Linked DNA regions of Drosophila melanogaster: region 2 is linked to region 1. A link is a contact called in public Hi-C data. All regions are on one chromosome and are shown on one strand. The core of a region is the stretch at or near the end of the contact, and the rest is flanking DNA. Distances in the headings are between cores, read along the strand shown.

Evidence for each region. Hi-C and Micro-C count contacts between places; a contact is called where the count stands out from the background.
Region 2: a Hi-C map of the Kc167 cell line shows a contact between it and region 1, with 1.6 times the contacts expected there. The contact joins the promoter of CG13003 here to the enhancer-like site in region 1. A contact is called at or near these places in 22 of 107 Hi-C or Micro-C datasets (the Clone 8 cell line, the Kc167 cell line, the OSC cell line and 10 more) and 1 of 6 datasets of contacts at active chromatin or transcription factors (the Kc167 cell line).

Annotation. Positions count from the first base shown.
Region 1 is chrX:16,819,611-16,825,139 of dm6, reverse strand. It overlaps CG4829, which reads right to left. Exons shown (of 7, transcript NM_167550.2): 2 at 2,368-2,583; 3 at 1,934-2,037; 4 at 1,022-1,553; 5 at 368-781; 6 at 1-218. Among named protein-coding and RNA genes, the nearest start is that of lncRNA:CR44129, 6.4 kb to the right of the region's middle. Within about 2 kb of position 2,644, at least 8 of the 39 cell types and tissues checked have an H3K27ac peak or open chromatin away from gene starts, as enhancers often do. A contact at or near this core is called in the Kc167 cell line, where this site is marked.
Region 2 is chrX:16,874,055-16,879,583 of dm6, reverse strand. It overlaps CG13003, which reads left to right and starts at 3,040. Exons shown (of 6, transcript NM_001169308.3): 1 at 3,040-3,564.

The DNA.
Region 1 (5,529 bases), core at 1,395-3,894:
AGTTGATTACATCGGCCTCGTACGACTCCAGATCATCGGCCAAAATAATACTGCCCATGTCCTGCAGATCCTCCGCCAGCAACTTGGCTATCGTTCCATTGTACATGTCCATGGGTCCATTCTCGGCCAGAAGTTTGTAGGTCTTGCAGAGATTTTTGGGCGGCTTAACTACAGTTCCGGCGACATGGGGCTTGCCAGTTTCCGCATTCAAATAGATTCTGTAAAGAATCATACGCTTAGAATCGAGTTCTATTCACAAAAGTATGAGTTTGAAATTGCTTGAAAAGCTGCTGAAAAGTGCACTCAGAGAAATGGGGCGTTCTTTTAGACACTTTTAGAGCACTTTTCAAGCTTTTCGACAATTTACTGGTACTGCTCGTGCTCCTTGATGTACGGCAAAGCTATATCCAGTGCCCGTTCCATGTGCTGCGACACATGGTATCCCTTCTCGCAGAGCTCCAGCGATGGCGCCACCAGTTCCGCCCACGGCAGCTGTCCGAACTTCTGATGCGCAACATGGTAGCCCATCACCTCGCCGGGCACAGCGATGCTCAGCGGTCCCTTGTCGGAATTCTCCGGCTGCTGGGCAAACATGTCCTCGGTGGCCTCGTAGGGCGCCACCTCGCGGGCATCGATGGCGGTGGCGTGGCGCTCCTTTCGGTTATAGACGTTCATCAGGTGACCACCACCGATGCCCATGCTCTGCAGGGTCAGCAGTCCGTTGCACAGAAGGGCGGCGATCGCTGCGTCCACCGCGCTGCCATTCTTCTGCAGGATGCCGCTAATAATAATAATATTCAATTAATATTTAATATTTAATGTCACTGCTGTCTTTCTGTTAGGTGATCCAAAAATTGTATAACGCTTCTTATTGTGTTAGTAATAATCCTAAAATGAAATTTTGATGACCTCGATCGTTTGGGCAAAAGGTGGCTCATTCCCATATTCCTCTACCTTCACTATTCGATCTAAATTCTTTTTAAATTCTAAATTTAAAGCCCATAGAACTGCATATAGTTACCTGCCGATCTTGCTGCACTCAAGGTTATCGGAACTCACGGCTCCATGTTGGTAGACCCCCAGGATCGAGTTGTACTGTTCGCTGGTATCGATCTTGATCTGATCCGCTAGCCAGGTGGGTGGTGCCGCTGTCGTTGCCGCCGTGGAGGCGGCCACATTGGGCAAGACGTCGTCCGATGGCGTGGTCGCTGTGCTCGTGATTCCCAGATTGAGATTGCCAATGTTGTCCGTTTCCGTTTCCGGTTCCTGTTGCTGCTCATCATCTGTTAAATGAAATGTTTTAGGTGTGGGGCTGGGATTGCTATCTGTTCTGCTAGTGGTTGTTGTTCTGGTTGCTGTTGTTGTTGTTGTTGCTGTTGGTGGTTGTTGTGTTGCACTTGTTGCTATTGTTGTTGTGCTGGTGCTTATTGTTGTTGCTAATCCTGATGGTGCAATTGTTGTTATGGTTGCCTCTGTGCTTATTGTTGTTGGTGTTGCTGTCGTTGTTGTTGCGGTTGTTGTGTTGTTTCTATTTGGCGTCGATTTAGGCCAGTCTTCGTTGTTGTTGTTGTTGTTTAGTGAGTTGGGGTGTAAAGTTTTTGGTTGGGGTTTTGTTCATGTGAATACTTTTTGGTGCCACAATAGAAGAAATTATTTTGAACTAGATTAAATGCCAGGTGCTTGGTTAAGATGAATCGAAAGCATGCAGAAAATAAGCGAAGTTTTGTTCTATTTTTTGACAGTTTGACTAAATTCGGTCTTTAAAAAACGGTCCCAAAGTCTGTCTGTTCGTATATATGTACAATACACAATACACATCTACACATACAATATCTATGTGAATCGAGTTTCGGTATTAGTTTGCAGTGGGTGAGTGAATTGTTAGCTGGATGTAGTTGGCTATTGTACCTTTAACCCGATTTCCCATACTCACCACTGAAACACAGGCTAATTATCACGTAGCTGATCAGGGCAATGCCGATAAAGCAGATTAGCACGATGGTTAGCTTCTTCATCCAGGCCAAAACTTTCACGCGCCTGCAAAAATCCAAATGAAATTCTCATATTAAGATACTAAGCCCAATGATAATAAAAATTAGTTAAAATCTCTGTGCCCTTAAAAATTAATTTTTAAATAACTTGGAAAGCTGTAGTCCTTGCCGCATCCTTGAACTTCTGTTTATAGAACAGAAATGTATCTGCAAATTGTCCGAAACAAGAATTTACTATTCGCCTACTATTGCAGTTGGCTCAATCCAATAAATGCGATTTCTATGTAAGCCACTTCCTCTCCGCATCGCAATCATAAAACTCGCCAAGGACATTTCGAACCTAAATGCTATTGTTAATGCTCCTTTTTATGCTCACATCTGTTCGCGACGCGCCTCCTCGGCGGCGGCAGTGTCCTGCATGAGTTCGCCGCCATTCTTCTCCTCGTCGGAGTCCAATCCGCCGGCGGACTTCAGGGGTATCTTGTTCATGGCATCCTCGTTGCTGTGGTGCACCATCTTGTGGGCATCCGCTGCTGCACTTGCTCCGGCTCCTGTTCCCGTTCCCGCCGATCCCGCTGGGATTGTGATGGAGCTGTAGTTGGCAAAAAAAAACGAAAAAAAACGGTCGAAAATAAGTTGTAAACAAATGCAACAGTTTTTGATATCCTCGGCGCTCGAAAATATGCAACAGTTTTCGCCAGCAGCTTTCAGCAGCAACTGAAACTGAAAATGAATGCGGCCCAAGCACCGACAATCTCAAGCGATTCTCATTGAACGACAAGTACAGTGGAGTCTCCATAAATTTGCTTAAGCTTGTGCACAGAAAATGAGGTATAAAAACCACTTTATAATCTTTAATATTTATAAAACCACAAATATCTTTTCATATTATAAAGATATTGATCATTTGGTTTAATTTGGCATCCGTTAGCTTTTAAGTTCGACTTAGCGAAACTCCACTGTCACAGCTCGAACAACAACTATATCGCTGTCGTCATCGCCAACTTTGATGGCAGGATGTGGCTTGTGTGCTCGGCTACCCGACACCGTTCACCACCCGCCGCCCAACGCCCACCGCCCCCAAGTTCCTTGTGTGGGCGTGTCCCGTATAAAAATGGGTCAGACAAGCGACGACGTCGACAGCGACGCCGACCGAGTCGGTAGCAGTGGGAAATGCATTTTCCTCAATCGAGCAAGTGGATTTCCTTTTGTTGTTTCGACCATAACCATAATTGAATGTTGTGATTGTGAGCTCGCGTGGTCGGCGGGATTTTGTGGGCGGAAATGGGGTGGTGTTGGGTTAAGTCATTGCTCGCGGGAATTGGGTTAATTGCTGCCAGCAATGAGAAACGGGAAAAATAAAAAATTTAAAACATATCCAACGGACAGGGCAGCACCTCTTGCACCGCGGACCTGACCTGGGCTACATTTGTAATTGTTGACGTCGCCACTTGCACTCGCACAACAACACCCACCACCCTCCCTTTTAACCCATGAAACAACAAGCAGCTAGGCCCCCCCTTAACCCAGCACGCAGTGATGACGACACTTGCTGAAGAGGAAAAGCCCCTCGTAAAACAGGGTGCTCAAAAAGTAGACACACTCAAATACAGGCGGTGAGTTAATCGTGCTTGATAGCAGTTTAAAGTTTTAAGGGGCTACACCGAGAAAAATTGGTGTTATATAAGTTACCATTACTTTTATATACATTTTCACATAGCATTACAATTTTGGCTTAGGTCCCAAAGTAAAATTTAAAAAAATATGAAAAAATATTTGTGCTTAAAAAAATATGAAGTTACTAACTGGCAAATCACCGAGACATTTGCAATATTTTCTGCGATTTTCATTCAATTTATCCAAGTACCACTGTACATCGTTTAGAGTTCTGCCTGAAATGAATGGCCCTATGCGTTGTGTGCACTTTTTAATATTGCCCATTTTTTCTTTTCTGGTTAATAATACTCTTTGCTGCTGCCTTCTTTGCGCTGCCTGGCGGGCAGGCATTCGCGCTATTTTTGGGTCAACTGCATTTAATTTCGTTTCGTTTTCGTTAAATGGTCGGTGGGCCGAAAGAACAAGCCACAATTATGAGGCATTCGGAATGCAATTGGGGTTTACGATCCACTTGTTCCTGGCTGCGCCCACGAAAAATGGCACAGGGAAACCAAAATAGAGTTCGTCGTGCCATGACCATAGCAAATTAAATACAAATACCCACAAATAGTTCCCTATTCTGCTTCACTTTAATTGATTGCTATTTGCACTTAGCGGTTCGCAGGAACCGAACGACAGGTGGCGTGTTGGTGGTGGTCATTAGGCAAAGGATAATTACTCAATTGCAACTTTGTTTGGCAAATGCTTCGCGGCAATCATTACCAAAGCTAAATAACTTATACTTCAATTAAGTTAAATTACTTTGTAATATACAAATGTGAATAACTTCAAAATTGTTAGGCTTTCGCTCGACGCAACATTACACATTTATTCAATAACGTTTAATTTTCACCATTCGTCAATTTAAATTCTGTCAACTTCATTTTCACATTACAATTCTTAGTTTTGGCGCTTGCGCAGCGCCTGCAAACCAAATTAACTGCCAGCTAACTAATATGAAATCGCAATTGGAATTGGCTGTCATTATGCCTACGTGTGAAGATTAAACAATTAGCAATAATTTCAAAAATTCGATAAGAAATCGCTTAAATTATGGCTATTGGATAGTTTCTTCGTTTGGGTAAGTACTTTTAAAGGGAAGTGACCGACAAGCAATATTAATAATAAGTACACCCATGTCCAAATACATGGCTACATGTGTTTCAGACATGCGAGTGTGCAATATTTTAATTACTCATTATATTTACAAGACAAAGGAATGCGAAAATCATAGCTTGGCTTTCATCTTTAGCCGACTTCTTATCAAAGGGATAGATAAACTTAATAAAAGAGGAAATATGGAGTACATGGGAAAGCTGAAAGATATGGGCTAGTTAGTACAGAGAAATATTTACAATTACAGACATACTAAACACTTATGTTTTTCCTTTTAACTAACTACAATATTTAACCCAAAAGCTAAACATATGCTATTTCGAATAGATTTCCACACAAAATACTTGATTATTGTTTGTATTTCAAGAGGGCAAGGGCAGATGGCCATAGATCATGGTTGATCGGGCATGCCCAAGCCCAATCAAATGGCGGCACCAATCCAATTTGCATTTCGGATGCCAAACGAATCGATTCGTTGGGCAATTAAATCAACAATTTGACAAAAACAAATACAATTAAAATGCACGAAGACCGGCGCAAATAAATCAAAACTTTCCAAGGGGCCAATACTGGGCATAATTTAGCTTCGAGTGACGAACGCCTTCGCGAGATACTTAAAAATTTTCCAAATTGCAATGCGTCAAAGTTTGTTATGTCCCAAAGTTGGCCAAAATGACGAATCTTTTGAGTTTTTTGCGCCCAGAGACCCCAAAGTGGCCCCATTCCCAGCTTTACGAGGAGTCGGTCGGCTGAGAGCTATTTTTAC
Region 2 (5,529 bases), core at 1,791-4,290, 54 kb before region 1:
TAAATTTGCGGGCCAAAATCAATGACGAATTTATTGGCCAACTACGTAAAAATAGTTAAGGATATATACACTGAATATAAAAGAATATAAAAGAAAATATGGGTATATTGTGGTAAGAAAGATTAAATGTTGATGGGAATATTGTTTATCCAGTTAAACCTAAATATTTTTAATAAATACTATTTTTGTTACTATTTAAAAAACTTACTAAAACTCACTAAAAGAGTGACTTAACATTCAAATTGAACATTATTTAGTTATTATTCTTAATGGATGAAATGGGTTATCCAAATCAATTGACAATTGGGTGTTTTGTCTTTAAGTTGCTGAAACTTTTCATATTTATGCCATTTTGGTTGGCGGCTTTTGAAATGGAAACTGTAACGGTAACGGTAACTGTAACTGTAATAGTTATAGTAATAGTAATGGTAATAGCAATGACTATAGTCGACTATAGCATACTATAGTCTACCAGTCACACACACACACACAGAAACAGAACGTTGCCACACCTTTTCTTCGCGGAGCTGGATTTTAATTTTTTACTGCCTTATTTCTGCGCTTAGCTTAATTTTGTTATTGTTTTAGTGCGCGCCCGCACACTTGGCTCACACAGATACACACACTCACACACAGGCGCGCACACGTAGGTTAGAAAAAGGAAAGTCTGCCGGCGCGAAAAACTCGACGCTGAAGTATATTCGCATATTGTATCTCGCATTTTGTACCTCGTATTTCGTATTTCGTATTTTGTAGATCAATCTTGGAATGGGTTTGTGCCGTTAGCCGCCGGCGACGTCGTCGCTCACTAAAATGTTGTTTGTCCTTGGAGAATGTGGCAAAAAAGATAGAAAAATTGTATGGAAAAAAATTTTTAAAATTATAATATACGTATGCGCACTGTTACCGTGCAAGTGCACAGGGAAAAACTTCGCTGTCAAACATAAATTATGCCTGATATTTTATGGTTTTATTTCATGAGAATTCTGATTCTATCTCATGACTATAAATACATATGTTTATCAGTAGCAATCGTTGCCCAAAAGTGTGCTATGGAATATTTAAAAAACAAACTAATTGGTTCTTACATAGATAGATAGAACAGCCAATATAGAATTATTTTTTACCTAATAAAAACCTTATTTTTTGTGCATAACATATAAGTTACAAATAAAAGCAAATCATTTTATAAATGATTAAAAAATGTACATTTTTTTATAATAATGGATCATTTAATTTTAAGGAAATATTTCTATGCATATTCTGATATTGTAACATTATTATTGAATAACTTTTTTTCAAATGGCTTAATTAATTAATTTAATTGACATTTCTTGGCAGAAAACTTTTATTAGTTTATGAAAAATTGGTTCTGTAATCTTTTTTCCATTGGCTACAAAATAGACAACAATTTTTTTTTCAGTGCTGGGATATATGTGTCCACATATCTGACGACGACTATAATTGTGCCGTTATGTTTAAGCGTTGGCGCCGCACCCAATGGACTCCACCGAGCTGTCCGCCCGCTGCCACCCCCCTCCGCCCGTCCTATTCCCGCCCCTCTGCCATGCAACTGCCTGCTCCCCCCCCCCCCCCCGTGGAACCCACCACCCGCCGCTTGCACCCACAATTGGATTCGATCGGCAAGTATTGTTTCTTGTTATTGTTGTCGGACTCATTGCAGCCAATGGCTTAGTTCGCCTTTGTCTAATGATTTCGATTATTGTATTGTTTTATTTTCCCCTTTCTATGTTCGGTTTTTTATGATACATTTTTACAACTTCCGTCTGTGCACTTTGCGTGGAGGGAGCACTGGAATGCTAGAATGATATAAAAATGCAAATTGGACATAACATCAGCATAAATTGGAGCTGCTTTTAGTAGTTAGCTGAATCGAATTCGAATTCGATTACATTATCGAAATAGATTTCCTGAAAATCATATGAATATATCAAATATTACATCAAATAAATTGAGCCATTGCTTTTATCTGTGCTATCTTAAATACCCGATGGCTAGAATAATAAAAATGTAAAGTGGGCTTAAAATTAACATAAGCAAAGAAGCAGTTTTTAGTAACTCGATATTATTTGACTAAACTAAACTACTCATATTTTATACGAAAGATATTTCCTGAAAGTCCAACCTTACTTAAAATCAATATTACATCGATTTCCATATCCATACAAGTATTTAATTTTAAATCATTTTAATTTTAACTAAACAAGTTGGATGTCATTTGATTTGATTCCATTTTCGGATATATAATTCCTAAAAATTTTAACAGTAAAATGAGTATTTCATAAATACATGCTACATGTTATATTTTAAATTTAACGAATATTTAACCAATAGCAAAACAATTGGTACTAAATATATTCGTGGTGTTTTTTGTTTTAAAATAAATGTGGGACCATTTTATTTTATATTTAAATATACCTATTTTATTAATTGTATTTATATTTTAAATATATTCATAATATAATAAAATCATAGTTTGCTTTTAAATATTTAATGAGCTTAGTCCAGAAAAATGATGTCTATAATATTTTAAATAACTATTTGTCTACAATCAAAATATTTTTGTTGAGAAACATATGCTTTTTTTTACACAAAATTTTTGGTTTTATTATTTTTTTTTTTTGAATACTTGTGTGCCTTAAAAATGCACTTATGCTGAGTTACTGAATAATATTTTTCCTTTTCAGGCCTGAAATTTATGCGGCGGCCCTTTATGAGTCTTTATGGCTGCAATTGCTGCACTTTAACTGCTCGACTTATTTCTGCTGCCTTTTTCGTACGCCCACTGACTAATCCAGGGCCTAATATTTCAGAGGCCTATGATTAGCATATTTCAGCCCGCTTCCCCTCCCCCCCCCTCTCAGTAATCGACGAGTCTGGGCCGCGTTTCGTTTCCACCAACTTGGCTTTCAGTCGTTCCACTGGCTTTTCAGTCGTCTCAGCCACGATCGCTTGGGGATCGGTTTTCTTTGCCGGGGATTTTTCGGTTGAACTCGGCTTGGCTTTTATCAGCCAGTCAGTCAGTGTTTCGCTTTTGGCCAGAGCTGACGAATTTCCTCCTCTTGCCTTTGGGCCCGGCCAAAAGACAAAACTCAAACGGGCAGCAGAAACGTTCAAAAAGTTGGCGGTTGTGTGGTGAAGTGACTATGAATTGATCAAATTTATCAATATATATAGTATTAAAAGGGGTAAATCATATTTATTCGCTAATTAGCGTCTATTGAGTTACTTATTTGTTTTGATTTGCCAATTTTTTTTTGTACTCCTTTTTGTTTTTGTGCAATTGCAATAATTTACAATATTCTGTACAGCGGTGATTATTATAAAAATTCAACAACAGCAGCAGCAGCAACAAATAATAATATTAATAAAACAAAGCGAAGCGAGAGAAACAACAAATTCTAATATATGCAAATGAAATAATTTTGTTTATGGTGCAGTCGAAAGAATTCCGAAAATAAAGTGCAAAAAAGTAAAACACAAAAAAATATTTTATTTGAAAATTTTAACCTGTTCTGTTAGCGGCTGGATCCGGCGATTGAGGTAAGCTGATTTATTTTGGCTTAATCATATTCATACACGTCTCAAATGCGTCGCAATACATCTCTGATAAAGAATAGTTAATGGGGGCAAATCAAGATGTATACATTTATATATATATATAAATATATATGGCCGACTTGTGATCCGATTTGGCTGCAGTTCTGCAACGCTGAGTTGGACTTGGCTTTGGCTTTGGATTAGTGGCAGTAAAACACTTCCGATCCCACTGAACCGCAACCATCTCGGTGGAAGAAAGACGACCTTGCCCATGAAAGAACCAGAACCCACTGAATTGGCCACCCATACTCTATGTGTTTGGATTCATGGTTTTCAGTGGGAGGAAGTCCGGTGGGACTGAAGGATGGCCGAGTGGCGGAATCAAGGCAAGGTCGTCTTCATGGGTATAGCAATTCAATTTCAAGATTATCTGAACAACATGACTTTCAGCTACTTTTTGTAGTAGGTAATTTAGATATAATAGAAAAGCTGCCTGAAATATTTCAAGCATATACTTATCCAGTTTCCAAAAATCCAATTTACATTATATTATATTATATTTATTATATTATATTTTATTGTTTTATACATTTTTGACTTGCATGCTAGAATACACTCTAATTGACTTCGTGTTCGATTTTAATTATTTTCGCAACCCAAATGCTCCTTGAACACCTTCCATATTTATAGGTTTTCGGACTGGGATTACCCCATCGCTTGCCCAACTTTCGGCTCCATCCAGTGGAGTGAATAAGGGATCGGGTGAGCAATGACCACAAGTTGGCAGCTTGGCGGCATTAAAGAGCATTTTAGGCACTCACCTCTTGACCCGACCCACTTCCATATGTCACAAAAGAACAGCGTCAGTCGGTGGTTGGTGGTGATAGTGATTGGATTCGATTCGGTTGTTCGTCGCTTTTGCCGCTGTGCCCATTACTCCTCCATCGAAAGCACCCTGGAAAATCAAAGAAAAAAATCTACAAAATTCCAGACCCCCGATCTACGATCTCCGATGATTGCGTTGTTCCATATGCGCATAAAGCAAATTGCATTAACATTTAGGCCTACGCGCAGAATGCCGCCCACTTTGCGGCTGTGCTGCGGCAGCAATTGTGCCATTCCGCCCGTTCCGCCATTCCATTCCACATCGTGCCGTCTGTGCTTTATCAGCAACCCGATTCGCAGCGATCAGTCGCAATTCAAAGTGCGCGCTGTGCGGAGCCATTTATATCGCTCAACCGTTTTCCGACGGCGGTTATTTTCGAAAACTCCAAAACGTGAATTTCGAATATTATCAAATAACTCGTTCGATTTGAACCACTAACGGTACTGGGCATGCACTGCTTTTAAATGTGATGTTTATTTGCAATAAAGCAGTGTTTTTTTTTGTTTTGTTGGGTTTTTTCGCCAGTCGATCGGTCATAAAAAATATAATAAAAACAAGGTGCATCCAGTGAAACAAGCCATAAATTAGCAAAAGGTATGCGTAATACACATAAGAGTGATGATGATGATACAGGCCCAGAAATTAGCCACTTTAAATGGACAGAGTGTTGTGCGCATGTGAAAGTGATGTCGACGTTTTTAGAATTTTAAAATCCAAACAGATTATTACAAGTGTTTAATTGGATGCAACGAAAAATGTTTTAAAATACTACAACACTATCACATTGATATATTTAACAAAAGGAATACAATTATTGAGAGACTAAGAAATTTGAAACGCAATGTATTTTAAATAGTATATATTTTGAAATATGGTTTTACACTTAGTATTGGAACAATAGCGAACGTGTTTTGGGAAGTCTAAAATATTTGGTCAAGTCAATTTGTTATTGGTAATTTGTGTTGTCTGAATTGTAATTAAATCTCACAATTTGCATAATAAGCATATATTGAAAATTAAAAAATACTTGCTTGATTAAAGGACTGATTGCACTATCTAGATTCCACCTGCCCTGGATCTTT